Regions from separate parts of the Mus musculus genome. Here regions 1, 2, 3 and 4 are each linked to region 5. Evidence: chromatin contacts called from public Hi-C, HiChIP or PLAC-seq and promoter capture Hi-C data. All regions are on one chromosome and are shown on one strand. The core of a region is the stretch at or near the end of the contact, and the rest is flanking DNA. Distances in the headings are between cores, read along the strand shown. Region 1 has its middle 45 kb from the start of Gm34644. Region 2 has its middle 110 kb from the start of A230004M16Rik. Region 3 has its middle 90 kb from the start of Atp10b. Region 4 has its middle 57 kb from the start of Atp10b. Region 5 holds the start of Gabra1 (gamma-aminobutyric acid (GABA) A receptor, subunit alpha 1).

The links. Promoter capture Hi-C pulls out the DNA fragments that hold promoters and counts their contacts. A called contact is a pair of places that touch in the nucleus more often than the background predicts. HiChIP or PLAC-seq counts read pairs in DNA pulled down with a chosen protein or histone mark.
Region 1: a Hi-C map of cerebellar granule neurons shows a contact between it and region 5, with 4 times the contacts expected there. The contact joins the enhancer-like site here to the promoter of Gabra1 in region 5. A contact is called at or near these places in 1 of 39 promoter capture datasets (hippocampal neurons), 3 of 484 Hi-C or Micro-C datasets (cerebellar granule neurons and cerebellum) and 1 of 9 other capture datasets (adipose tissue).
Region 2: a contact with region 5 is called in a Hi-C map of cerebellum, with 2.1 times the contacts expected there. The contact joins the enhancer-like site here to the promoter of Gabra1 in region 5. A contact is called at or near these places in 6 of 39 promoter capture datasets (the 3T3-L1 cell line, embryonic stem cells, hippocampal neurons and 3 more) and 3 of 484 Hi-C or Micro-C datasets (cerebellar granule neurons and cerebellum).
Region 3: a contact with region 5 is called in a promoter capture Hi-C map of hippocampal neurons, with 3 times the contacts expected there. The contact joins the enhancer-like site here to the promoter of Gabra1 in region 5. A contact is called at or near these places in 3 of 39 promoter capture datasets (the 3T3-L1 cell line, hippocampal neurons and pre-B cells).
Region 4: a contact with region 5 is called in an H3K27ac HiChIP or PLAC-seq map of SST interneurons, with 6 times the contacts expected there. The contact joins the enhancer-like site here to the promoter of Gabra1 in region 5. A contact is called at or near these places in 2 of 39 promoter capture datasets (both in hippocampal neurons), 3 of 484 Hi-C or Micro-C datasets (brain, cerebral cortex and forebrain), 4 of 115 datasets of contacts at active chromatin or transcription factors (SST interneurons, VIP interneurons, forebrain and 1 more) and 1 of 9 other capture datasets (adipose tissue).

The regions. Positions count from the first base shown.
Region 1 is chr11:42,915,651-42,920,980 of GRCm38.p6, reverse strand. No RefSeq gene overlaps it. Among named protein-coding and RNA genes, the nearest start is that of Gm34644, 45 kb to the right of the region's middle. Within about 2 kb of position 4,005, at least 2 of the 459 cell types and tissues checked have an H3K27ac peak or open chromatin away from gene starts, as enhancers often do. A contact at or near this core is called in cerebellar granule neurons and cerebellum, where this site is marked.
Region 2 is chr11:41,597,298-41,603,065 of GRCm38.p6, reverse strand. No RefSeq gene overlaps it. Among named protein-coding and RNA genes, the nearest start is that of A230004M16Rik, 110 kb to the left of the region's middle. Within about 2 kb of position 4,480, at least 6 of the 459 cell types and tissues checked have an H3K27ac peak or open chromatin away from gene starts, as enhancers often do. A contact at or near this core is called in cerebellar granule neurons and cerebellum, where this site is marked.
Region 3 is chr11:43,056,388-43,062,470 of GRCm38.p6, reverse strand. It overlaps a transcript of Atp10b not described here. Among named protein-coding and RNA genes, the nearest start is that of Atp10b, 90 kb to the left of the region's middle. Within about 2 kb of position 2,815, at least 11 of the 459 cell types and tissues checked have an H3K27ac peak or open chromatin away from gene starts, as enhancers often do. A contact at or near this core is called in hippocampal neurons, where this site is marked.
Region 4 is chr11:43,090,045-43,095,390 of GRCm38.p6, reverse strand. It overlaps a transcript of Atp10b not described here. Among named protein-coding and RNA genes, the nearest start is that of Atp10b, 57 kb to the left of the region's middle. Within about 2 kb of position 3,075, at least 20 of the 459 cell types and tissues checked have an H3K27ac peak or open chromatin away from gene starts, as enhancers often do. A contact at or near this core is called in SST interneurons and hippocampal neurons, where this site is marked.
Region 5 is chr11:42,179,963-42,185,490 of GRCm38.p6, reverse strand. Gabra1 (gamma-aminobutyric acid (GABA) A receptor, subunit alpha 1) reads left to right here and starts at 2,561. Exons shown (of 10, transcript NM_010250.5): 1 at 2,561-3,325.

The DNA.
Region 1 (5,330 bases), core at 2,756-5,255, 730 kb before region 5:
TCCTAAGATCATGTGGAGAGTCCTCTAGGGACTGTGAGGGTGTCTGCCAACTCCATGCATAAGGTGACCAGGTACTGGCGCCAACTGGAACGGGCTTGTGACCCTGGTCAGGCAGGTTTTCTGCTTCCCTAATGCTATCTCAGGTCCTGCGCAATTGGATTGGAAGAGAAGTTGTGTTCCACTCACCAGAGGTCCTAAGATTGAGTGGAGGGTCCTCTAGGAACCATGGGGGTGTCTGCCGACTCCATGCCCAAGGTGACCCAGTCCAGTTTTCTCATCAATTAAATAAGATTTATAATAGTATTTTCATCTCCCTTCTTAAAGTATTAATAGAATAAAATAGAATCATATCTATCTATGGTAAATGATCAATGAATTCTTAGCTGGAAATACCACATATACTTATATACCATGGCGTCTTCCTTTCTGTCTTCTTTTCACTGTTGCTTTGCCTTCTATTGTGACCACCTAGATGTCCTGAGTAAGGCTTTGAAGGTGGACTGGTGGACTCAAGGAGGCTGCACTTGGGCCTGGTACTCTATGAGTCTGATAAAACCAGAGTTCAGGTCACTCAACTAGACCATAAACTGAGCTATAAGAGAACTTCTTGTCAGCCTTGTGAAGCACAGCTATGTTGGCTGCATTTGGTATATTAGTATCAAATGGTACTGTGGATATTTTGGTGATGTTTTGATGACATTATAGCAGGAGTTTGAATAGGTCCTGAATCTTAGCTTACTATTGCTCATCTTCACATTACCCTACTCCACAATGTTCCATTGTAATTTACAGTCATCTCCCTTCATCTTAAAATACTTAGTCAGTGCCTTAATCTTTGGATATAGACTGAGCCTTAGATATGCTTTGTTTTTCGCCCATAGTTATATGCCTATGGAAAAGTTCAACTCATAAACCAGGTACAATGAGAGATTAACAACAAAGAGTAACAGCAAAACACAACCATGATAAAAGGCTGTAACAAAGTATTTGCAAAATACTTATTTTCTCCTTAACATTTTCAGATCATAGTTGACTACAGGGAGCTGAAGTCACAGAGAGTGAAACTGGATAAGGGAAGACCCCTAAATGAGTGGTAAATGGTATTTAAAGTAAAATGTATAATAACTCAGTATATAATCATGACAAAGTCTAGTTTGAATAGTTTCAGCTCTTAACAGTTAACTAAAATGTTGAAACATCAGTTTGGATCTTTCATAGATATTTAATTTAATATGTAAAAGCCAAACTTATTATCTTCCCTCCAAACCTGTTCCTTTAATGGGTTTATTTATTTATATTTCTAGCTTCCCAAATTGGGAAAGCTAGAGGTTCAAGTTTCATTTTTATTGTTCTCTTATTCTCTATACTGGCAAAACACATTGATTTTATCTTCAAAACATTCAAGATAGGATTTTGCAATACCTCTGCTTCCACTACCTTAAAGAAAGCATCATCGACTCTTGCCTGAGGTGTTACAAGAGTTACTTAACTGCTTTCTTCATTTCTATTCTTTCAACTCAAGTTTGTGTTAAACAGAGAAGAGTGTGAATACTGTCACACTATCTGTGGTAGGTTGCATGATGATCCTCTAAATGTGTGTATAACCTAATCCTGGGACTTATGATGTTACCTCATATGGTGAAAGAAACTTCCAGATGGGATCAAATTAAAGACCTTGAGATGCAGTGATTATCCTGGCTTCCCCAGATACTACTTGTTCATCTTGGAGGCATGAGAAGACATTAGGTGTACTTGCCCTTTCCAAGGTTCTGCTACCTCCAGTATTCCTTTGCTTATTGCTATGATCTCCACCTTCCCAGCACATCACTCCAGTCTCTGTCTCACACTCCTCCAGCATCTCTCTTACAAGGGTAGTGATTCCATCATTATGATCCTTAGCAATTAATTTTCCACTTTGTAACACAGATATTGCAGCTATGACCTGACCTCAAATCTTCCAGGTAACTATTCATTTCCAGCCACATTGGCCTTATGCTGCCTATAGACCTGGGCATGCCTCCTCTTCTTTATGTTCATCTACTTCAAATCTGCTGTACCACTCTCTGTAATAGCTGTATCACCAGAGCTTTCTTTCTCACTTTCCCAGTGATGACTTTCCTGACCATCGAACCAAAGATAAGAACTCCTCTCTGCTCTACTCTCCACCTCACTCTGTGTTCTACTTGTCTGCCATACTGGGTTCTGAAGAATCTGCTGTCATCTGATAATCTCTACATTTTCTTAATTGTGAGAAAGTAATATCTGTTCTGCTTTTCTTTGTTCATAGCTACATGCATTGAACCACAATAAACTCTGATCACAGTGAATGATTAAAACATATCATTTATTAAAATGCACGGCAGGTAAATGAGCTGTAAGCCTAGTGCAACAAAGTGTGGTTTTCATGGAGAAAGAATGAGTGAGTGAGTGTGTGTGTGTGTGTGTGTGTGTGTGTGTGTGTGTGTGTGCATGTGTGTGTGAGTGAGTGAGAGAGTCCAAGGAAAGCTGAGTAAGTGGTTCAGGAGGTTTGAGGACAAGATGAGGTGATAGTTCTGCCAAGAGCTAGTCCTGATTTGCCTCTCTTCCCATAGTCTATATGGTGGATGTTGGATTAAAGCTTTATATGGAGGTCCCAGCTCATGGGCTTCATAGCACATAATTGTGCCTCTGACCTCTGACCACTGACCAATCATATTAATTGACAAATCCCCATCTTGGAAACACTAGAAAGGAGGTACCTAGAGGGAAGTTTAAAATTTCTTCTTCCTTATAAACAGTTGTTTTAAAGGCCTAGAAAAAGTCTTGAGAAAGTGATTCAGTAGGGAAGTCATAATTTTTCACTTTTCCTCAATGACAATTGATGATCCATGAATAGAGCTGGGCTTCTTTTTCAGTATCAGTATGTATTCTATGCAAATGAACAGGTCCGTAGCAGTCATCTATCAGTGATGCCATGATATACCAGACTGTATACACATATGGCACTGTAAAAATGCCAGGAGAGGGCTGGAGAGATGGCTCAGTGCTTAAGAGCACTGACTGGTCTTCCAAAGATTCTGAGTTCAAATCCCAGCAATCACATGGTGGCTCACAACCATCTGTAATGGGATCTGATACCCTCTTCTGGTCTGAAGACAGATATAGTATACTTATATACATAAAATAAATAAATAAATCTTTTTTAAAAATGTCAGTCAGGAGAATTGTTGTCATTGGTTCTTGAAGAAAGTCAAAGATTCAAAGCAAAAGCCTGGCCATAGCAGCTGCACGGGTCTAGCAAACAGAGCACTGGATAGTTTCTGACCTTTTTCTGACATTGCCTTCCCTATCTAATTTTTCACTTTACAAATCCACTGGGCAAGGGAGAATGAAGATAAAAGGTACAGTTGAACCTGCATGGTTTAGGGATAGGGCAGGCTTAAGGCTTCTGTGATTATTATTGGGGTACTGTACATGCAATGGTGAAGGATAGGCTCGTATAATGCTTTGGCTGTATGAGATCTTCCATGAATGGGTGAAACCCTGTTTTCTTCATCTTGATCTATTATTTCTTAAAACATGGGCTACTTATCAGAAACCACCCCCTTTTTCTCATTGAACATATGACAGTTACTAATAAGAAGACATACAGGAAGAAAAAAAATCAGCAACTAGGAATGTTCCATCCACCTTCTTCTCTCACTGTTGCTCCTGTGGCCTTTTGACATTGGAATAAGACATTTTCATCTACAAAGTTGAAGCCACACAACTGAGGTATCAAAAATATTGTAGAATATATCTTAATGTTTTAAAGTAACTTTATGACTTTTTTAGAAATTTGGATTGAAATAGTATCTAACCTGGACTGCATGATGCTTGCAGGTCATACATGGCTGCTGGACCACTCAATCTGCTATGTTCTTGAACTTGGCCTTGAATTAGCCTCCCCTGGAGACCTGCTGGTCAGGTTAAAAATAAGAGTTTGAAGTGTAACAGATGAAGGTTTTACAAAACACATGTTCAGAGAAGCGGGGGGCCTCAGCTTAAGTGGAGTCAACACAGGCTCCTGGCTAGGCTCAGATCAAAGGGATTAGGCTTAAGATTGTCTGGAAGGTCACGTCACTTATGTGAGGATGTAACTGCACATCTTCACATTAACTTCTAGGACTTTTCATTTCTTTTGCCATGTGGAATGTTTTCTTTCTTTCTTTCTTTTTTTTTTTCTGCAGATACTCCTGTGATCTGTTGGGATGAGTCCCCTTCTGGCACTCACAAGTATATATTTTATCTCTCTCCTGAGCCATCTCCTGTGCTGAAATGATCTTGAGACTAATACTGGCAGCTGGTCCCATGTGGTGCCACTCTTGGTACTCACAGAGATTCTCATGTTGAATTTCTTCCTGCAGCTTTTACTCCTGGGGGTGGAGGCAATATCTGCCAGGTGACATGGGTAGAACAGATGGCCTCTTTTTTCTTTGTGATTCCTATTTCAAGTCAGGTCTTGTTGCTCTGATGCCATGTATGTCAGAAGCCATGTCCCCTGAATGAGAAACTTTACTCCTAAACTCTGATCTACTCTGGAAAAATTTATTTTACCTGCAATTAAAATTCTTAATATATTTGTTTTATTAAGTAAAAATTACATATTACAAATTCTAAAATTGTATGGAATGTCACATTAAAACAAACAAACAAACAAATAAATGTCTCTTATATGAATCTCTTATGAGAGACAAGAACTAATAAAATTTCTGTTTTCATTTTTTTCTTTCGTTCCTGTGGAACTAGAGATTGGATTGAACCCAGGATCCTAAGAATGCTCACAAACTCTACATGTAAAAACTGAACTGCAGCTTCAGATCTTAATCCCTCTATCTCTCTCCTGCCTGTATTTCTCTCTATATATATATCTATATCTATATCTATATCTATATCTATATCTATATCTATATCTATATCTATATCTATATCTATATCTATATCTATATCTATATCTATATCTATATCGATATCGATATCGATATCTATATCTATATCTATATCTATATCTATCTATCTATATATATATATATATATATATAATGTGTGTATCTGAAGATCTATCTATCTATTATCTATCTATCTATCTATCTATCTATCTATCTATCTATCTATCTATCTATTATCTATCTATCTATCTATTATCTATCTATCTATCTATTATCTATCTATCTATCTATCTATCTATCTATCTATCTATCTATTATCTATCTATCTATCTATTATCTATCTATCTATCTATCTATCTATCTATCTATCTATCTATCTATCATCTATCTATCTATTATCTATTATCTATCTATCTATCTATC
Region 2 (5,768 bases), core at 3,231-5,730, 580 kb after region 5:
TTTCATTTTCTTCACCTGTTTGTATTTTCTTGTATTTTGTTGAGGCATTTATTCATTTCCTCTTTAAAGGCCTTTATCATCTTTATAAGGTTGTGTTTCAGTTGTTTGGATATGCAGGTCTGGCAGGGATAGCTGGACTCTAGTGTTGTCATATTGCTCTTGCTCTTGTTGATTGTGTTCTTAAGCTTACCTTTGTATATCTATATCTTATGGTTATTGTAGGCTTAGATGCTGATTTCTGAGTTTATCTTTGTTAGATGAGTGTTTCCTTGGTTTCTCTTTTTTCTCTGTCTTCTGGCCTGAGTGGCCTAATGTTCTAGTGACTACTGAGTCTTCAAGTCAAGTACAGTATGTCCCCTGGGTGTTTTGTGGGCTGAATGGACTCTTGGGTTTTGAGCATTTACCTGTTCTCTGAGGTTCCTAGTACCAGTTTGGCCTGGGGTCCCTTGTGGCAGCCTGTCCCATGAAAAAGGAAGCAGAGCTCTGAACTGAAAATGTAGCACAGGGGACAAGATGCAGCTTACTTAAACTTAATGTGACTTGGCAGGACCTGGTTATCCTTGGTGCTGGCAGGCTTCCAGGAATGCAAGCAGAGTTTTGGGACCAGAAAATTTAGTGCAGTGGACAGGGTAAAAATATCTCATTCTTAATGCCAGTAGATCCTTTGTTTTCTCTCTTCTGCAACAAATGTAAGTGACAACCATCAATGTTTATGCTGGCATTAATTCTGGGACACACAATAGAATCACATTGTAAAGTAGGCATAAGATAAGTCCCCAGATATGCCTGTGCCCTCATTTCCAGAACTGTGAAAATGTTAGATTATTTGCAAAGGGAAATTAATGTTTCAAAAGGAATGAAGATTCCTAATCATCAAAACTAAAATGAAGAGGTTACTGGAAAGCATGAATGAGTTGTAAATCACTATGTGAGCCTCAAATTAGCACCATATTCTATCTAGGTTATTTGACTACCTGGATTAATTAAACCCTTTGAAATAGGACTAGTGTGTTTTACAAAGACATGTCCATTCTCTCTCTGTCTCTCTCTGTCTCTCTCTCTGTCTCTCTCTGTCTCTCTCTCTCTGTCTCTGTCTCTCTCTCTCACATACACACACACACACACACACACACACACACACACACACACACACACACATAAACAAATATACACAGTGGGCAGGGTGGGTGGAAGAGTGATTATGAAAATAAAGGTAAAGTGACATATTCATAAGGAATCCTGGTCTGATTTAATCACTGGCTTTTAATGATGCATAAATGAACATAAAACAAGGTGATCAGGCTTGCCCTAGGAAGGAGAAAGAAAGAAAGAAAGAAAGAAAGAAAGAAAGAAAGAAAGAAAGAAAGAAAGAAAGAAAGGAAGAAAGAAAGAGAAAAAGAAAAAGAAAAAGAAAAAGAAAAAGAAAAAGAAAAAGAAAAGAAAGAAAACAAACAAACAAAAACCCTTTTGCAAAGGGGAATAAGTTCACTAATCCTTTGTCATCTTACTCTTATACCCAGAAAAGTTTTAAACAGACTTTGAGTTACAGATACTTTGAGTATAATAAATTTGTAGTTTTCTTTTAATCATGGTCTTTTCAAGTAACTCACATTGGGCCTGAACTATAGACTCTAGATTCTTCCTTACCCTCTGCAGCTAGCTAAATTCATGTTCTTTAATCATTTAAGGTTTCAAAAATTTATTACAGCCCAAGTAGAAACTTAATACACTCAGGAAAGTTTTAAATAATTAGGTATTAGGTCAGATCAACTGTATTAAACCCCAAAAATGCAAGAGATCCAGGTACATGATGTGGAAGGCTCTAGGGTGCTTGCATGTGTAGGATCTGTCACCCTGTAATCTTCATAAGACAGGAAACTCTTAATGGACTCAAAACAAACTCATCTAATCAGTGTCTACACCAACTCTAGGACATTTTCCTCACCATTGTAGGAGGGATTTGATTTCCTGGTGCATCAAAGGGGTCATTGTTGACACTTTTTTTTTTTTTTTTTTACAACAAGGTAGCTCAACAAGAGAAAATAAAGCAAATATATTTAATATCTACCTTTTTTCTGTTACAAAAATATTCAGAGTTGTAAGTCTGAAGATCTGAGGGAAAGCTTAAATTTTGTACTTAGATTCAAGAAATAATGGAAATCACACTGAAATATGATGTTAAAGAAATGGAATGGTATAGAACGGAATGGGATAGGATAAGATAAAAATAGATTCTAGTAGAATGGAACCAGAATGAGTGGAAAACCCTGAATGCTGGGGATCAGCCAATATCCAACTACAGTGCAGGTCTTCCAGAGACCAGGAAGATGAGAGATAAACTAACATTCCTAGATACTAGAGCTTGTTTGATTAAAGATTTGCATAGAGGAGGAATTCTGATTTCATCACTGCATGAGATGACAAGCATGGTCAGAAGACAGGAAGTCTGACAAAAGTCAGAGGAAGACATTGTGTACTTAACTTGTGCTTCTGAGAGGTTCCGCACAACTCTAATTGAAAATTTCCAGCACCCCAGTGGCATACATTAAGGTACTGTGTTCTGAGCCCCAATAGCATGCACACCGAGTGTTAACACAGGTAATTTCACTGATGACTGTCTATAGTACAGCATAAAGTAATACAATTATTTTCAAATTTTATAGGGAGAAGGTATTATTATTATTATTAATCTTTTTTTTTATAATCAAGTCATTATCTCCCTCTGGTCTTCCCTCCAACATTTCCTCATCCCATTCCTCCTCCTTGTCTCCAGGAGAATATTTTCACCACCCCCCACCCACCCAGCCAGACCTCCAGAGCATGCATTCTGTAGTAAAAAAACTTCATATTTATTCCCTTATCCTTCCTTCCTTTCTTCCTTTTTCCTTCCTTCCTTCCTTCTTTCCCTTGCTACATCCATTTTTCTTTCTCTTCTCTTTCCAATCACTTTTCAATTTCTCTTGTTTCATTAATGTATCATTCCTTTTCTTCCTTTTATCTTTCAATCTTTCTCTTTCATCCTTCCCTCATGTTTCATGCAGGAGTTATGGTTTTGTCATGCGGATAATGTTTTGAGTCTAAGTTAACTATTACTGAACCAAAAGATCATTCCAATCAATGCATACTAATATGATAAAGAAACATAACTAAAGCCCTAAATTTTAATTTAAATTCAGTGTTATACTATCAGAGGAATATTTAAGCTTACGTTTAAGCTCCTTAGTAATTCAATATCTCTTTTGGGAAGTTTACCCTGTAATTTTAGTCAGGAAATTCTTTCTTACATCAAACTAAAATTCCCTTTATTATAACTCAGCATTGATTAAAATCTACCCTAATCTCTGTGAATGGAAGCCTCCTATACTAGAAGTATGCTCTGATTATGTACTGTTTTCTCAAGTTTGAGTTTGGAGAGATCAGTGAGAGTGACATTATGAAATATAAAAGAGATAAATATGGTTATAAATTTCATTCTCTTACCCACCCCATGCCCTAGAAGCACCTTCATGAATCACGATATTCCTATATTTATCTAGCATTTTCTTGAATGCTTTTTCATAGTGTTCATAACAACAGGTCAGTGAAAGGTTTGATACATAGGATTATTTATTCTTATTCATTCCATCATAATATTGATTATTACAACATAATACTTGATCCTTACAACAGACTAAGGAGCAAGATGTCATTACTCTCATCTCTGGGATGAGAACACTACCATCTATGGGTGCAGTTGCCTCTTTCTCTGTTGAAACTCTTGTCTAGTATTTCATGGTTCCAGGAATCATGCTGTTAAAACACTGCTGCCTGTAGAGGGGTGGCCTAATTTCTTGGCCATGGAAGTAACAGGAAACCACACATTAAAGGACTTTCCCTTGAGATTTCTTAGGAAGAACCCCAGTAGACCAGATGGATCACTTGGCTCTTTCTCAAGGAGCCAAATGTTCATAATCTTGCTTCATTCTAACTCTGTGAAGTATATTTATAGAATATAGCACTGCTCTAGAAATTTGCCATTACAGGTCATAGTGAAATGGCTTGCGGGACCTGCAGTATGAAAATGAATATTTGGATATCAAACCAATAACCATTCAGACAGAGTTCTAATTATTTGCTCATGGTAAGTAAAGAATTTCCAATCATGCAAAGGGACTTTATTTATGCAGCACTTTCCAGTTGAATAGCACTGCTTTTTCTGAGTGATCCTTTCAGTGGGATGATGTATTATACAAGTTGCTGCTATTTTATTGTTCCATGTAAAGGTGATTGAAAAGTTTCTCCTGTGACATTATTACCTAGCATAGGCCTCAAAGACTGCTTGTTAGCCAATTGGCAAGTCCCTTCATCCCCCATGACGGAGACATCTGAAAGGCAGTTCTTTCAGGAAGTGTCAGGAACGATATTTGGTCTTACTTACAGCCAGTAGGCGTCATAAGTCACACCCCTGACCGTGTTCAGGCGTATGTGACAGTATCTGATAAGACAGAAAGATTCAGTCAGTCCAACACGCTGCTGACTTTGAAGATGACCACAGACAGAGAGAACAGAAGCTAAAGATCACTGCCAGTTACACAATAATTAATTCAAAGCAGTTTTGTCACAGGGACAGAGATTAAATTCACCAATGCCAAGTTTTTTTTTTTTTTTTTTTTTTTTTTTTCAGGAATCAGATCTACTGGTTTGTGAAACTGAGCAAGGCACTAAACATGCCTGTATCTCAATTTCTGCCTCCCTAAAACTGGAGGGGTTTTAATTATTAGGGTTATTACATACACTATTTAACATATATATTATTATGTCATTTACATATTATATTAAATATACTTTATGTTAAATAATTCAAAGGAATCAAAGCACTTTGAATACTCTTTGGAGAAGAATGGAAATTCAAAACACTCTTCTCTTGAAGTACAACTTCAGATTAGGATTTTTATAATCCAATTAGATATATTTGTGACTTAAATTTCAAGCCCAGGGCACTGAACATTCACTAGGGTTCTAAGAGAGTCCATATTCTTATTTATTTTAAAGTATACAGTACTAAAATGAAATTTCAGTCACTCCTTTTTGTTTTAAGGAATTCATTTATTTTTAATATTTGTCTCATAGTTGGTAAGTGCATGTGAGTGCAGGTGCCTGCCCAGGCCAGAGTCCTAGGTTCTCTAGAACTGAAATTATAGAGGGTTGTGGGATGCAAGATCTACATGCTGGGAATCAAACTCAGGTTTTCTATAAGAACAGTAAGAGATTTTAACCTCTGAATCACCTCTCCAGAAAGGCCCCTACATGTCTATATTTTTCTTTAATATTTAGTAGACATAGATAGGGTCTTGAATATTATAATTGAGCATAGTCATAATTTTATATTCTATACCAATTACTTTGTAAATCCTAAGCATGGCATATACTCAACTCCTGAGAAACAATCTGAAACCTTTTATTAATAAATCTATGAATCCTATAAATTTATGTGAAACGGGTACAGAATGAAAGGGTACCACAAAAGGAAGTGTAAGGAGGTGGCAGTTTTTACATTTTACTTTGTTTGATTTATGTGTATGCCCATGTGCACATGAGAACCAGTGGAGGCAAAAAGAGGGAGTTGAAGTTACAGATAGTTGTGGACCACAGGATAGGAATGTTCAGATCCAAATTCCTGTCCCTTGTAAGATTAGCAATGGTTCTCAAGTGCTGTGCCATCTCTCTAGCTTGCTGCACATGGGCCTTCAATAAGCAAAGTGATAGTAAGATAAATGTTTACATGTATA
Region 3 (6,083 bases), core at 1,566-4,065, 880 kb before region 5:
CTCTGATCAGGGAACCGGGTCTACTGTTTTATCTGCCAACATGCAGAATACAAATGATGTTCCATGTTCCCTTGGATGTCAATCTAAACGTCTCTTCATTCCATGGGACACATCTTGGTCCAAGCACTTGGTGCATTTCAATTTTGCCACATAAACAGGTTCAGAAAGAGGATGAGATTTTACCCATTAATAAAAGTAAGATCTTAAATCTGTGTTGAAAATGTGGAAGAAAAGAAAAGGTCCATTTCTATGGAGCTAGATGTAGAGAAGATGTATTTTTGGCAGAGCTCTCCCCCCCCCCCCTGTCTCTCTCTCTGTCTCCGTCTCTCTGTCTCTGTCTCTGTCTCTCTCTTTCTCTGTCTTGCAGTGAAACCACCTTTCCTAGAAATGTCTGTATAAAAAGACCAGAGCAATGGCAGTATCCAATAGACATGCTAACATGTAAAGAGAAAAATTTCATGTAGGAAATGCCTACCTATAGACAAAGAATTACAGGCAACTAATGACTGCCAGGGGGTGGAGACTTGGCCTTTCCCAGGGATGAGCCTAGTCATTGTTTGTCCAATGCAAAGTGAAACCTTGCAACAAAGCCTTGAAACTATATAACAAGACATACACCACACTACAAAATAGACTTAGCAGAACTTATTTATAAACATGTATTTTATGCACATACATACATACATATATAATACATACATGTGGTCAGTCTTGGAAGCATAGCCACATTTACAACAAAAGACTCAGCACAGTCTATTTATATTTATGCACACATATACACAGACACATATATGTAAAATGATAATCAAAGAAAAAGAGGTTAGCAGTTTGAGAGTAGGGTCATGGGAGGGATTCTAGGAAAGATAGCTGGGTGGTGCTGGAGACAGGAAAAAGAAGGAAGTAATGTAATTCTATTTCTACTAAAAACATTAAAAACCTTTCTGTTTCAGAGGAAATGGAGTGGTCTTGCAAAGCATGTCTATCATTTTAAGAAGATAAAGATCACACACGTACAAACACATGCATATGTATACACACACAGGCACATGCACACATTCATGTACACCCAGATATATATGCATACATGTACAAATACATGCTCACAAATATACACACACTTACATAAACATACTCTCACACACATGCATGCACACAAACACACACACACACATACACACACACAAATGAGGGCTTTAGATGCAAGTAGATTTTCTTTCAAAAGGATCTGGCCAGACGTAGTCTGCTTCTAGTTGACTCTAGATGTCTCTTCCCAGGTCATTGATGACCTAAGTCTATAATGGGTCTTTATTTCCTTCATCTTGTCCTGTTGACCTGGCCATCTCTGTGCCAGGCCTCTCTGCTGACTTGTGACAGAAATGATCACACACAACACTAACTGGCCTGCCCAGGGCCCAATTTACTCACCATGAATAAGGGTCATGAAGAAACCATCCCAGTCCCCTACCTTGCAGCTTGAACTATATTTGACTCATAGTTTCAAAAACTGATCTATGTTCAAATGTCAAAAAGTTTTATACTAAAAGACTTTAGATTTCATATTTTAAAAAGCTTGAAGGGGCTGTTTTTATAGCCTTCTTTCCCACATGATGACCCAGGGGAAACGGGAGTGGTCTCTGCAATCTCTAAGCAGGGCAAGGTGGCTTCTTTTGCCCTTTCTCACCATGTGGTCTTCTTTGCTCATTTCTGCTACCTGCTGGACTAAGTGTAAGCATAGAGAATGGCCCATCTTTGCCAAGCCCACCTTGCCCCACAGTTGCTGCATCTGAAAGTAGCTTGAGTATAGCCAGGTTCCCATCTCAGCTTCCAGTCCCTCTATAAATAGCATTGCGTGGCTTTCTTTTATTTTTGTCCTTATCCTCCGCTCTATTGTCTAAACTCCATTCAAAAAGTATACATTATTTATTAGATTAGGAAAAAATGGGTTTGTAAGTACATTTGAGAAAGATGAAGCTTTGCTGTTTCCTTCAGGGGGCAAAAAGCAGCTGAAAGCTGGGGCATCATGTACCAGGCTACGCAGGAACTATCAGCGAAGTTGGTCACTGGTGATCTTTCCTCAAGTATCCTCCTCCCTTGACTTTAGTTCCCACGTCTTATCAGATAAGGAAGCGCTGCTGGATCACAAGTTAGCAGCTGGTGATCCATGGGTTATGGTTATAGCCAGTTATTGGGTTCTCTGTTTCTTTTGTTAATTAAGCACAACTAACGGGAATGTATCAACTAATAATCCAGATCACAGACTTCTCAGAACTTTAATAGTTAAACAGTTTTCTCCCCCTAAATTCCTGGATAATGATGATGGGGCATATGGCTTCTCCCATTCTTTACCCACCTCCAAGGGTACATACTTACAGCCTAATCATTTTTTATAGTCACTGTGTCTTTGCCTTGCCTCACTAGAACTTTCTGCTGATGCCCTTGGATGGGATGCACCTCATGGCCCTCCTTTCATGAGAAGCCGATGATGCTGAGTAGCAGAGGTGACTTGACGCATTCTTCTACACCTTAAGGAATTGTTCCTCCTTCCTGTGGGCCGAGCTGGGAAGCAGCAAAGTGTGAGGGCCTTTGTGAAGAGCCCTAAACACAGGCAAACCTGAAAAGGCAACAGCCTGGCTTTGAAAGTAGCAGAAATTTTCTTCCGTTGGGGTTGGTAGGCGATTCTCTAAGTAATTTGCAATTCAAGTGTCTCTTTGTTTTGTATGAAAATTTGCTGCTATTTGGAAAGTGGGGACGAGCTAAATTGCATCCTGCTGGTTTTACTTTGACTGTATCAAAAAAGAAACTGTTAATCTGGTTCCATAATTAACTTCCCTGTTTTAAAAAGGCCCTGGGAGAGAGTCCAGAGAGTGGCTGTCAACTCCCTGCCTCTCTACTCAATAATACTGTTCAATAGGATGCCCTGAAAGGAGAAAGGTTCCAGGTGGAAAGGGCTCTTGATTATCTCTCTGATCTTTTGTGTCCTTTATTCCTATCCAGCTAACATTTGGTAAGTTCCTACTGCAGGTAGAGCACCAGATCCTTTGAGGGGTAGCAAGATAATAAATCCCTGACAAGCTGCCATGGAAAACAGTTAATTTTCCATACATCCATCCATCTATCCGGAACCCTCCTCCCTCCAAAATACATGTTTTTTTTTCAAGTCCTATATGGAGCACTTGTATGTGAGAAATACAAAACAGACATTAATTAATCATGATTTAAACTTTCTAAAATGAAGAGATAACTTTTGACCAAGCCATAAAGTTAGCATCATTGAAAAGAAGGCATAAAAATTGGCTCTGGACCCTAAGTTATCTGTGACTTTGCATATGCTTAGACCTGTTCATTAAATGCTATAGAGAGACTCACAGAAACAAGCGGAGGTAGGTGGTGACTATTACCTTGGAAGGTTATTTTGGCAGGAGTAGAGTGGTTGCACTAACATTAAGAACTGATCTGAACACTGCTAGGGACTTTGCTAGGCGTCTTCCAAGCACTTACTATTTCGACAGAACTTCATAAAGCCAAGCAGTTATCACTGGCTTCGGGTTATAGTCAGCAACTACATCCAAGTCAGGTCCCAGGGGACACAGAGCTGTAAGGTAAGTCCACTGTGCTGTGATGGCTTGGGCTGCTGAGGCTGAGATGTGCCTGTTGAAAACCAGGTAGACCTTGAGAGCTGCCTTTGTTAGTGAGGATTCAGTGTTACTGGGTGAGGCAGAAAGTCCCAAATAAAACTGTCATAAGCATTCAAAGCATGATTACTTTTATTATGATTTGCTTAGAAGATTCTATAGACAGCCATCCAGTGTTTCCCACTAGTCTGATTTGACAGAATCACAGCTACGCTGCCTGTGTAGTTAGCATTTCTCTGACCACAAAAGATCACCAGAGGTTAAATCATCACACACACTTTGGGCAGCAAGATGAAGGAGGAAAAAAAAACCCTACTCTTTAAAAAATATGTCCTAGTTTTTCCATGTTATACTTGTACTTCTGTCTCATTCGCCAAACCTTGGTCACATGATCATATACAGATTGCAAAAAGCATAGGCAACTGAAAGTCAGGATTCTCAAAGGATAGGAGCCCTTTCTTTCACATATATGAAACTCAAGTGGAATAAAACTCAGATGTAAGATACAACATGATGGAAGAAAACATAGGAAACTGATTCATGAGACTGGCCTGGACAAGGATTTCTTAGGTGAGATCATAAAAGTACAGGCAACTGAAGAAAAGATCTCTATGTATTTCTTTGTACAAAGGAATGTGTATACTTAGGCAAATGGGATTCTATCTATCTATCTATCTATCTATCTATCTATCTATCTATCTATCTATCGATAAGGACTTTGTACAGAAAATTATATATAACAGAGTAAAAAGACAGCCACAATATGGGAGGCCAGATTTCTATACTGTAGAGATGACAAGAACTTTAGATATAGAATACACATGGAACTCATATAATGCAATGTAAAAGAACTGATTGAAAATGGATAGAAGCCCTTTATTACATACCTCTCAGAAGGAGGCATGCAAAAATGCTATAGGTAAATGGAAACATATTGAACACTAGGGATCTTTAAGGGTATACAAATTAAATTTCACTGTATTACTCCCAACTAGAATTACTCCAATTAGAATGGCTATTAAAGAAGACAAAAGGAATCAAACAAACCATTGTACAAAATTGGTGGGATTGTACTTAATACAGCGCTCATTGGGGGAAACATTGTGGAGGGTTCTTGAAAAATTAAAATTAGAGCCACACAATTACCCAGCAATCTCAGCACTGATTATATAGCCAAAGGGAAAGAAATTAATAGAAAGAAATAGGTACACTGCCTTGTTTATTGTAGGACTATTCACAGTAGCCAAGACTTAGATTTTTACCTAAATGCTTAACATTATATAAATACACACAGAGAAATGTGTCACATCTATATCATAGAATCCTATTCAGCTATGAAAATGAAATCATGATACTTAAAAAAAAGATGGTTGAACCTGGAAGACATTGTGTTAAGTGATTAAAAACCAGACATAGGAAGACAAAAACTACATGGTTTCTTTTACATAAGGAAATTTTAGAAAATGTATCTCATAGAAGTAGACAGTAGAGCAGTGATTATCATAGTGCAAGCATGGGGGCATGAAAAAAGAAGGGAAGGATGGGGCAGTCAACAGATCCCAGGTAAGAAGGCAGGAGAAGTAAGCTCCAGTGTTCTACCATACTCCCAGTGTGCTGCCTCCAGTGTTCTAGCATACTCTCAGTGTGCTGACTCCAGTATTGTATAGTACTCCCAGTGTGCTGCCTCCAGTGTTCTAGCATACTCCCAGTGTGCTGCCTGTGGTTAACATGAGTATAATAGTGTACACTTAGGGTAGCAAAAAGAGAGTCCTTTGAATGTTCTTATTCCAAACACAGTAAGTTCATAAAGTGACAGATATGATAATTGCTGATTTTATATGTCAATTTAAGTATGCACCAAAACTTTTAACCATACCCTCAAAACATGTTGAAATCGTGACAGGATTTTCACTCTTAAGGGAGATGAATGGTATTAGAATTCCTATTGTCATTTATATGGAGATAGTAGATATGTCAAAGGACCATAGCTAGAAAATGACCCTGCCTGGAATGTAATTTCACTCTAGATGGACTAAAGATTCTCTTTCTTTGTTTGCTGTGCCTTTAGCTCCATTTTCCAGTTCTATTTAATCTCGAGGACCCATTTCAATTCCTATCTCCTCCAAGAACCTGTCTGAAATTCTACTCAGAAAGAAACAATCCCTTCATTCCCCAAACCTCCTTAACGTTGGTCTAATACTTGTTCCTTGTCATTATTGTATAGGATCTCTCTCTCCCTGAATCCCTTCCTCCCATCTTCTCTCTCTCTGCCTCTCTGCCTGCCTGCTTGTCTGTCTGTTGATTTTTTTTTTTAAGCACAGTTGCGTTTTACACAATGGCTCTGCACAGGCAGTGAACTAAGAGAGTACATCATAGAAGAGATTATGAGTTCTAGTACCCACACTTCTTCCCTTTTAGAAATCATTCTCTCTTTCTCCATATCTGCCCAAT
Region 4 (5,346 bases), core at 1,826-4,325, 910 kb before region 5:
GGGTAGAAATTTAAGCATGGGATAATATTCTGGGAGGCTCTGTGTGTGGAGTCTGTATCCATGTGGTCAGGGAGTTTGTTATTGCTGCTGTAATTTCATATGCTCCTCCTGGCACAGTGATCTCAGCACTAATGTAATCCTCTGTTTTAAAAAATAAAGAGGTTCAAAAAGATGAAGTTCCCCACTTGAACCTGAGGAATCAATAACTTGTGGCAATACCCGGAAGAGAGCAGATGGGAGTGACGGGCAGAGAAATGAGAGAAAAGTCTTGCACTGGAATATTCTGCCTATCATCGTGTTCTGAATCATATGCTAGGTTTTTACCATATTAGAGCTTGATCGAATTTTGCAGCATCCATGCATATCTATCCTATACCTGAGGAAATGAAAATTCAAAACTGTTGAATTGCATACTGGGATCAGGAGAGTAAGTGTGTGTGTGTGTGGGTACCCTCGGATTCCAGAACAGGGCACTGGATCTCCTGGAGCTGCAGTTACAGGCAGTTGTGAACTACCTGATCTGAAAGCTGACAACAGAGCCCTGGCCCTCTGAAAGAGCAGCAAGTGTTATTAAGCACCGGGCCATCTCTCCAGCCCCAAGGGACTACAAGAGTTTCAACCTTCTACAAAAAATTCAGATCTAGGAAGCGGCTTTGAATATGTCCTATCCTTCATAGATAGACGTAACAACGCAAGAATTCTCAAACAGGGTTTATCAATGTCCTAGCATGCTCAGTGTAATACAACTAAGAGTTGTATTGGTAAAATACACAATCATTTTTTAACCAACAGTACTGAAAGATCCTGACAGAATGTAAAAGGACACAGAAGCCCTGAAATTGGCAAGATAGATGTCAGTGTTAGCAGAACTAGCTTCACTGATTTAGAAAAATAGAGGTGCACAATGCTCTGGCCACTCCTTGAACCTGTGTGTCTGCCAATGTTTTGACCGTTCCTTGACCCATGTGTGTGCCCACTGATGAAGCCCATTGCCAGGTGTTTGTGATATTGGTTGCTGGGAAAGAGTCAGAAAATCTCCCCAGCAACCTCAGCCCGGCCAATCCTGAGTTGCTACACCTGCACCAGACTCTTTCCTTGTACCCCTCCCATACCCATTTCGTGAGAATAGACATTGTTTAGATCTGGAAATCCCTCTGGAAATCCCGTACTCCCCCGCTTCTTCTTTCCCCACTGAGGGCCTATAAAAACTGGGACCTCTTTCCTCTCGAGGTCGACTCCTCTACCCCTGCGTGGGATATGAGTCATCCCCAGAGCTCTGGCTTTCCCCGAATAAAGCCTCATGTGGTTTGAACAAGCTCGGTCTATCGTGAGTTCTTGGGTGTCCGCTCTTGTCCTGAGGCCTGAGTGAGGGGCTCCTCTCGGAGTCTTTCAGTACAATATTGGACCAGCTGTCCACCTTTCTGGCCTGGTTTCTCCTATGTAAAATCTAGTGGATGATAACTGGCAGAGCACCTCTACATCACATGCTAGTGCTGATTGATGACTTAGTAGTCGCTCTTTGGCATGCTGCTCATGTGGGACTCTCAGATACCCTACACCTTGCTCATATGCCTTGAGCATGGTGGGTGGAACAGGAGCAAGTTTGCCATAGATTTGACAAACCAAGACTGAATGAGCAGTAAACATTGACAGGTTTATCATCTTTGTTTACTTGCTCAGTCACTTGCAAAATGATTTCTATTTTCGATTTATATTGGCTGCTGGAATAAATTATCACACTCATCATGAATCTTCATTTTTAAGCTATGGGGGGTGTGGGGGGGTAAATGAACTTTTTTGGCTAGACCCATGAGCAAAGAGCTTGTAGAACAAACCTTATCCTAAGCCCATAGGGGCTCTTTAATTCCAAAGTTTCTTTCATTTTTTTTCCAAATTAAAAAAAAAAATCTTCAAATCTTCCATCTCAATCTCTTTCTCAATGTGATGCTCTCCTCCCCTGTCCCCCAAATTATTCAAATGACTAAAGTACTGGAAGGATAGGTAGGGGAGGACTTGTTAATAGGCAGCCTTTCCTTTACCGTGGATGAAGAACCATTTTTGACTTTAAGATAGTGTGAAAGCAATACTCATTCATTAAAAAGTGCAATTTGAATTGTGATCTTTTCCTAAACTAGTGGTGTTAGTACTCTGCTCTCTCATGATGCTGGGCAGCAGCAGGAAGCTACAGCTCCGGGTTATTCACGTGACTACTAGAGAGAACAACAGATGCTCTGTAGAGTGGGCTGGGCTGCTCCACTGTGATTTTCAGTAGCTTAGGTGGATTGCATGCGTTTGGGGCTGCATCATACATGAGTTTATTGGGGCACATCATATGTAAAGCAGAGAGCAAACGAATTTTTGAAAATGTAAAACTCAGGTGTGTGTGTGTGTGTGTGTGTGTGTGTGTGTGTTCTGGGAAGCATGTCCAAGGCCTTGAGCATGTGACTATGTGTTCATCACTGAGCCATACTCCAGAACCTCGAGTTTTGTAGTTTGGAACATGTAAAAGCTTAAAAGCTTAAAATCAGATGGTTGAACTGCTTAAAAGCAGAACCTGCGACGTCAAGGGGATTTGAATTTTCCCTGACATGTGCAAATGCATTGATAGAGAAGCTTCTTGGGCAAACTGAGTGATCGCACTTCTGTAAAGCAGAGGCTGTGGATTTGGGATAGGAAGACAGCTGGCAGCTCTCCATAGCATATACTTTGGGATCAGATCCAGCATGCTCATGGTAAGGGGGACTGCGTGGTTGCTAGCTAGCTCGGTTGCATTTTTTTTTCAACCTGTATCTCTCAGCACCCATGGTTTGCTGTATAAATTGCATTTCTATGCAAGATCTACTGTGAACAAACATAAGCTTGAAAATCAAGCATCCAGACAAACATACAGGTTTATGTAACAGCCACTTAAATTACCGAGTGCTCCATGGGAATATGGAGAAAAAATTGATTCAAAAGTTTGGACCATTTTCTGGAGGTTCAGTCTAAGTGAAGCTGTTCAAACATCACCGAGAGGAGCATCATGCTCTCTTCTGGATATATACCATGGGTGGGTGGAACTGAGTATGCTAACTCCTAATTCCTGGCTTTGAGTTTGCCCACGTGTAAAAAGCACTCCACTGATTTTGAATACCATTCTGGAACCACCCTCAGTGTTTACACAGAAAATAGCAGGCTTGCTCCCGAGCCGGTAGGAGGGCTGAAGAAATAGCAAGTGCTCGGAATCAATTAGCTTTGATTTATAAAGCAGCATCGCTGACATGCGTGATAATTAAAATATCAGATTGGTTATTATTCTATTTACTTTGCTGCACAACACACACTAACTGGCAGGGGAAGGTGTCATCCCCACAGTGATCTGAAGATTGTTTGGAGCTCCTTACCAGAATTCAATGGGGCAGCTATATGGGAGAGAAGTGACTTTGAATACCAATGAAGTTTAATTTAAAAATTGCTTACCATTTATTCAATATCTATTGCATGGTGTATATTATACTGGTAATAATAATAATGATAACAGCTAAGATTTATTGAATTTCCATTTTTTTGCCAGCAACTGGTATTAATGTTCTGCATGTGTTAACTCACATAACAACCTGTAGAAATAGTGTTCTTTCTGACTCCATTATTAGGATGAGGAAACCTAGGCACAGAGTGTCACAAAGTAAACCGATTCAGGTTGAACTATTGTATGCCTTGCTTCACATCCTATCACCTGCATTAGTATTTTTTTATGGTACTCGGTTCTTTAAAGAGCATATGCCTTCAAACCTTTGCAATAATCCCACTTCACAGAAAATTGAAGATGCCAGAAGTTTAGCTCCTTGGTCATATTTCTGAGACACTAATCAAATGATCTTTTAGATAGGATTTTCTGCTGAAGTTTCTATTAGCAAGGTGATTCATAGATAATACAGAGAACAGCTTTTTCTATGTAGAGAAAGCTGATATCAATGAAACCTGTGAAGGTCAGCAAGATGGCTCAGCCAATCAGAGCCAAGCCTAATGACCCCAGTCCTCAGGATCCACGTGGTGGAAGGAAAAAACTAACTCCATGAGATCGTCTTGTGATCACCATGCGGGAGCCATGGCACATGCCCCTCTCCCCAGAATAAACAAATCTGCAGCTTTTGAACACCTGCTTAACTTCCATGGTAGACGATAGTTGCTAGGGAGCAAATGTTTCACTTTACTGTTGTCTTATCTGGCTCAGGGTTTCACAGTGGCTTGGTCAGGAAAGAGACTCTGAAAACTCAAACAAGCTTTCAAAGATACGTAGTTAGATAGACAAATAAAGATGTTTGAGTCAAGGGTGGGGCATAGGAACATTCTATGCAAATAAAAGATATGCTGAGATGCTGCCTTCCGACAAGTAGGCTCAGATGACCTCCGTGTTGTTCCTCAGACAAAATAATTGGCTCAACCCAGTCCATACTTATTAATGAAGATCACCCCCCCCAAAGCCATCCTCTCACTGATGCTTGATAGATAGAGAAGCACTCGTTGCCTTTGAGTTCTTTGTGGGTGTTCAGGCTGACTGTTGGATAACTGTGGTTTCCTAAACATGACAGGATGGAGCTGGCACTACTGGAAACAGGCATTGGTAGACTTGCTGTCTTCACTTAGCATTTCAGGGATAGTCAGGTAGGCAGACATGGGGGTGGGAACACACATGTATATGTGAGCGTACATGTAAGCATACTAATTTAGATTTCAGAAAATCTTGTGATTCAATCTAACCAATTTGCTTTTATCAGAGCTTTAAGGAATTCTCACAGCTATCAGTAATGTAGCCTTTTCCACCTATTTTTCCTGTTAGCTATTATGCACAATTTTCTTGTGGGAATTCTAAAGATTTTAAGCTGGGTTTGGTACTCTTCGGGTACAAAACTTTCAAGTCTACAACAGCCATCAAAAAGCAGCAGCTTGATCCATAGTAAATTATTATACAATCATTAGAATTCCTTTTGAATCATAAAAATTACAACTCAAGAATCTCTAACGCTTGCCTTTCAGGGTTCTTTTAAGGCCTAATTATTTTCTCTTGAATGTGCCTTGTTATCTAGCTTTGAATAGAATTCTAGGCATAGGTAATATTAACTATTATGTACCCTGCATAATAAGGCCAGTTTTGGCCAGCTATCTGTCTGGTAGATCCATCTGTATTGTAATTTCTTCAAAGCCACTCTTGGAGTGATAGTTCACTTTCTGAATAACACTTCAGTCCTTTAACAGTGTCATGAAGAGAGAGAGTACAACTTAGCACAATAACTTATTCTGAGCTCAAATCTAGGAAAACAGTTGTGTCCATCATGAATGATGCATTTGTCATCATTTTCCTCAGTG
Region 5 (5,528 bases), core at 1,312-3,811:
AATAACAATAAAAATCTGAAATAAAAGTGAAATTGTATGTTCTCAGCACACTTGTCTTCAAACTAAATACTCTTGTTATAAATATTTACTTACTCCCCAATCTTTTGTTAACTTTTAATACTAGATAAATTTCTATAGTTTTGAAATTAAAATGTGCATTGATATCTGTGACTAACCTAAATGGCCAAATATATGTGTAGGGGCACATTTGTAGGGGCACAGGAACTCGCAGTGAAGAAACAGTTGTGAGTAAGTATGAATGAACAAGTGAACCTGAATTCTGAAATTTAGATTCCATACTAAAATTGATAACTCATGATCCAAATGACCTTGGGCAAATGTTTTGATGTTTGTAAGCCACGAATATGAAAGATTTGTAAAACGGCCATATTAAGATTTGTTTTAAGAAAGAAGTTGAATGTGCTATGCTAAACAATTGGGATATAATTTTACAAAGTAAACACTCAGAAATGTTAGAAATCATAATTTTTGCTATTTCAATAAGTTATTTTGTCAGGTATACACACTTTGAAAGGATTTATTCCAGATGTAACAGGAAAACTGTAATGCCAGCAGCTGTCAAAAATCATTAATAGAATGGGACATTATAAAATAGTTTTCTTTTTATTAATTTTTGTGTTTTAATATCTAGAAATATGTGGATATATTAATATCTCAGATGGGAAACTATAAATTCATTAATTGTTTACAATGTTGGGTAATGTTTTGGGAATTGTCAAGTTATTGGTATTTTAAATAATATATTTTATGAGAATGATGTATATGTAATATGTAATGTATATGCAATCTGCTCTATGTTGTATTTTATTTTAAGGGGCATTCTCATTTCTGCATTAACACTCTAGCTCCATAATTCTTCATGTATTTTTCTAGGGTATGGAAATGCTGTAGAGTTACATGTAGCTATAGTGGTACATAAAGCAGTACATGATTGAAATTGTTCTCAGAGAGTTTTCTCAAATAATAAAATTTCAGAGCCAAGTGTTTGCAAAATCTAATCAATAGAGAGATTTAGTTGTGTGACATGAGAGGAAAAAGCCAAAATTTCCCCCAATTTGTTGAGAACTGTAAAAGAAGTTACAACAATTTTGTCAGGAGAAGGAAAGACATTTTAAAAAAAATGTTATATTTTATGACTATTGGTTTTTTGGTTTTTTGTTTTGTTTTGTTTTTTTATGGCATTGAAACTATGGAAAGTTAGCAGACTGGAGAGATGAGAAAGTGCTTTATAGTTGGTAACTTGGGGCTTCAGGACTTCAGTAAAGTTAGTCTTGCTTTACAAGCTGCCCAGTGAACAAGTAACTAATTGATAAATGGAGCTCTGCCACACAAGGGAATGGCAGTATTCGCTGGTATTTGAGAGTGCATCGACCCTTGTTGTGTGCTTTGCGGGCAATTATTACTGTTTAAAGAGAGATGCCTCGAGTCAGTCCTCAACCCCACCTTCCAAACGCTTATCTTGAAAATTCCTTGTCAGCAATTCACCCCCCAAAAGCCAGAGAACAAAGTCACATTATGAATGTGGTCCTTGACTGTGAAGGCCACGTCATTGCAACTGCATAGCTTAAGGTTTCATCTTATAAACTGATTTCCTTGCAGCATACGCCAAGAACAACTTGTAGAATGCTAAACACAGGAGTGTTTGGTGCTGGCTAATTAGTCCCCCCCCCCCCCCCCTTTAATGTTTTGGACAACACTCAGCCTCTATTTTAAATTTCTCCTCGGCCAGAAGTCCACTAGAAGAAAATGGTCAGCGGGTTTACCCAAATTCAGACTTCATCTACCAGAAATATGAATGGCATAAGGATGCCTCATATTTTTCAGCACCTCCTCCCCATGTGGTTTTAAAGTGCTGAAAAGCAGCTCTTGGAGGTGCTGGCCATTGTCTACTAGCACCCTGAGGAAGACAGCACCCATGACCTGAGCTAGAAGCCATTCACAAAAACCCAGCAAGGAACCACAGTCATTGCTCAGTCCCTGAAAATCCCTCAGGAACATGTCGAACACACACACACACACACACACACACACACAAACACACACACAAACACACACACACATCCTGCATGTATAGTTATCTGTGGGTGAAGAACTCTCAGGGAAGGTAAGAAAAGAGGACAGAGAAGAAAAAACAAAGTAGAAGCTTTCCCCCCACTGACTTCTAAAAATTCCCCCCCCCCCATTTTTCTGAACCGAAAACGATGGAGTTCAAGGCAAAGGCATGTTTCCGGAAATGGAGATGTGCCTCTCAAACCCAGAAATGATTTATGCGAAGTTAAATATTCCGTGTTCGAAAACCTTGCAAAATTCAGAGTTAAGGGAGTCTGTGCTTTTTCAGGACAACGCACGCAAAGGTTAAAAACCCGTTTGCGAAGCCTGTCTGGCTGTCCTCTATGCTGTAGATGAAAGGCGGGATGCAAAGCACTCGGAATCTGACAAAGTATGAAGGACTCTAAGCCCAGGGGCCGTTCCCTAGCAAACAGGGTTCTTCCTACTGTCCCTCACTCGTCCTGGTTCTGCAACAAGCAGGGATTTAGCCATATGTGTGGGAGTGTGCGAGGGAGAGCAAGTCGAGGACAGAGCGCTCTCCACACGTGTAAGCCTACATCTCCCTGCTTCCTAGCTTGCGTTCATTCATATGAATGCAGTGGTTAAATATTTGATCAGAGGTAGCAGAGTTACAAGGATCGGTTGTGCTTTAATGAGCACACCTTAGAAGAGTATGCTCATAAATATCAAGAGAGAAAAGATCCTAAGAGTGGCCCCCATCTCTAACCCTTTCTACCCTTCCCTTCCCCCATTTTTCAGTCCCCCTTCCCCCCCAAAATAGAGGAATGCTTGCAGCAGATTGAAGAAGGATTTGAGCCGGCAGCTACAGAGATGGGGATTAGGGCCAGAGTGCAAGTTAAATTGCGCTGCATATAAAAAATGGGCGGATTGGTGTCCAGATCCAGTGGCTGGTACCACCTTCCTTTCTAAAATAAAATCTCTCTGGCATGAAGTCACCGCCTATTTCACATCCGGTTTGCGCTGGGACGTATTACTACTGTCTTGGTACAGAGAAATCTTTTGTTGTATAGCTGCAGATTGGATATTGGGAAGCAAATTTGGGTATGAAATCTCCAGTGCAGGAGCACGCAGAGTCCATGATGCCTCAGACCGTGTGAGTGAGCGCGGCGCGAGGACGCCCTCCGCCCGGCGCGCCCGCGCTCGCAGACTCGCGCAGCTCCGACTCACCGCGATCCTCTCTCCCACACTTTTCTCCCGGGTCTGGAGCGATCCGGTGCCCAGAGGGGGCCCCGAGGTAAGTGAGACTTCGGACCACGATCGCCCAGTGCTTGCAACCTGCCTTTGTCCTAGCTGGAGAGGCAGAGATGTTCTAGCAGGGAAGCGAGCAGGAGCAGGACAGGAGCTGAAGCTGGGAGCAGGTAGAAACAAGGAATGTTTTCTTCTTTCAGGGTGAAAACTGCAGCCTTATAGGAGTAGATTTTTCTCTCTCGCTCTCTCTCTCTCTTCCTGCTCTCCTCTTTAAGGAAGATTAGAATGTACCCTGAGGGGTGGGTGGTGACATGTTGTTTTGATCTCTCTTTCTTCTTCTTTTTTTTCCTTTCTCTCTTTTTTCTTTTCTTTTCCTCTTCTTTTTTTCTGTCCAAGGGGAGCTGCGGTGAGTTGGGGAGTGGCTCTGGGGGTTGCCATCAGCTAAAGTTAAGAGGTTAGGACCAAAAACCTGTCACCCTGCTCCATTCTAGGGAAGACTGGCTCACCCTGCTTGAACACGTCTCTTCTCCCCTTTCCAGCCACCACAGCTGAAATGCCCTCTGGTGTAGGGGTCTCTCCCATTCTGGAAATGAGAAGCTGAACTTACTTGCTCTGGGTGGCAGGGGAGGTGGGTAGTGGAGCATGCTTCTAGAGAGGGGAAGGATGGAGGTGGAAAGGGGGCAAGAGACAGCTTCGTGCTGCCTTTCAACTGTTCTGTTTGTATTCGCAAGAAACTTTCTTCCTCCACAACTGAAGTGCCACGGCAGGTTTGTTTTTCTGCAAATATGAGAAGAGTGCAAGAGCTATGGTGTCTTGCCATGGGAATCTCATTCTCTCACCCATTCAAGACTTTCTTTCCTTTTCTAGAATCAGTGGCGATTAATAGGGTTAAGAGAAGTTGTTTCCTCTTCAAAACAGATGTTAAAACATGCTTTAAAGAAAGAATTACCATTGTGCCATTTGGATGCAATATTTTCACATAATGATATTTATCCAAGATACCCTGTCATAGTCTACTCCTGTGTGTCAAAACCGGTCACTACATTTAAGAGAACACTATGAGGAAGCTCACGGTGCTTATCTCTACATAATTTCATTCTAAATGAATTCTGCTTCCCTGCTTACATGGCTGTGTGTGATGGTTCTTACTGATTGGAATGATCCGGGAGAGTGTAGAAAGCATTTTGTTGATGTATTTAAAGGCATACATACCACATGGACCTAGAGAATGCTTAATGTAAAAAAAAAAAAAAAAAAAAAAACAAAAAAAAACCCTGGGTTTTATAAAGCTTCCATCTATTCACGGTTGACCCTACTAAGGAGTTAAGAATCGAGAAAGTGGGAAAATAAAATACATGTAATAGTTTTCATAGTAGGACCAGGATTAATTTCAGTGCATTTAAGTAACTACATCTGCTTTTTAGCCAGGTAGTGCTCAGGATTTTAAAATTTGGCTTAATAATTATGTATATACACATAATTATGTGAATGTATAACACACACACATAGACATTTCTATAACTCTTCTGTTCCATACACATTTATTCCTCCAGTATCCTCCTACCATATCCAAGTTCAACAATCAGATAATGATTGATTGCAATTTACCTAAGTGGGAATAAATATACCCTCCTTTTCATGCGAAGCAAACCACTTAAGCTTCCATCTGTTGGAGACAAAGTGTTTTCTAGCAGCACCCTGGAAGAAATTAAAGGACGCTTACAAGATATGTGTGGGTATGTTTGTGTGCATTGATGTGTGTGTGTGTGTGTGTGTGTGTGTGTGTGAGAGAGAGAGAGAGAGAGAGAGAGAGAGAGAGAGAGAGAGAGAGAGGGAGAGAGAGAGGGGGAGAGGGAGAGAGAGAGGGAGAGGGAGAGGGAGAGGGAGAGGGAGAGGGAGAGGGAGAGGGAGAGGGAGAGGGAGAGAGAGAGAGAGAGAGAGAGAGAGAGAGAGAGAGAGCCCAGCACATGGCCTGACTTTAAAGTGTATCCTTTAGCTTCACAGAAACATTAGTGAGCATATTTAACAACCACAGAGGAGAAGCACGACTCTGGCATTCAACAGTGTGTTTCCAATGGTTTTTATAAAGAGGCAGATACAGTTGCTTCTGAAATCAAGGTATCTCCAGAATTCAGGGATGCATTTTGTCAACAGAGGTGTTAGTCTACTAGATCCCACGTAACCACATGCCCTCCTTTTAGAGACACCAAGTTTAAACCTTTCAGTACAGATTCCACCACAGGGACCCG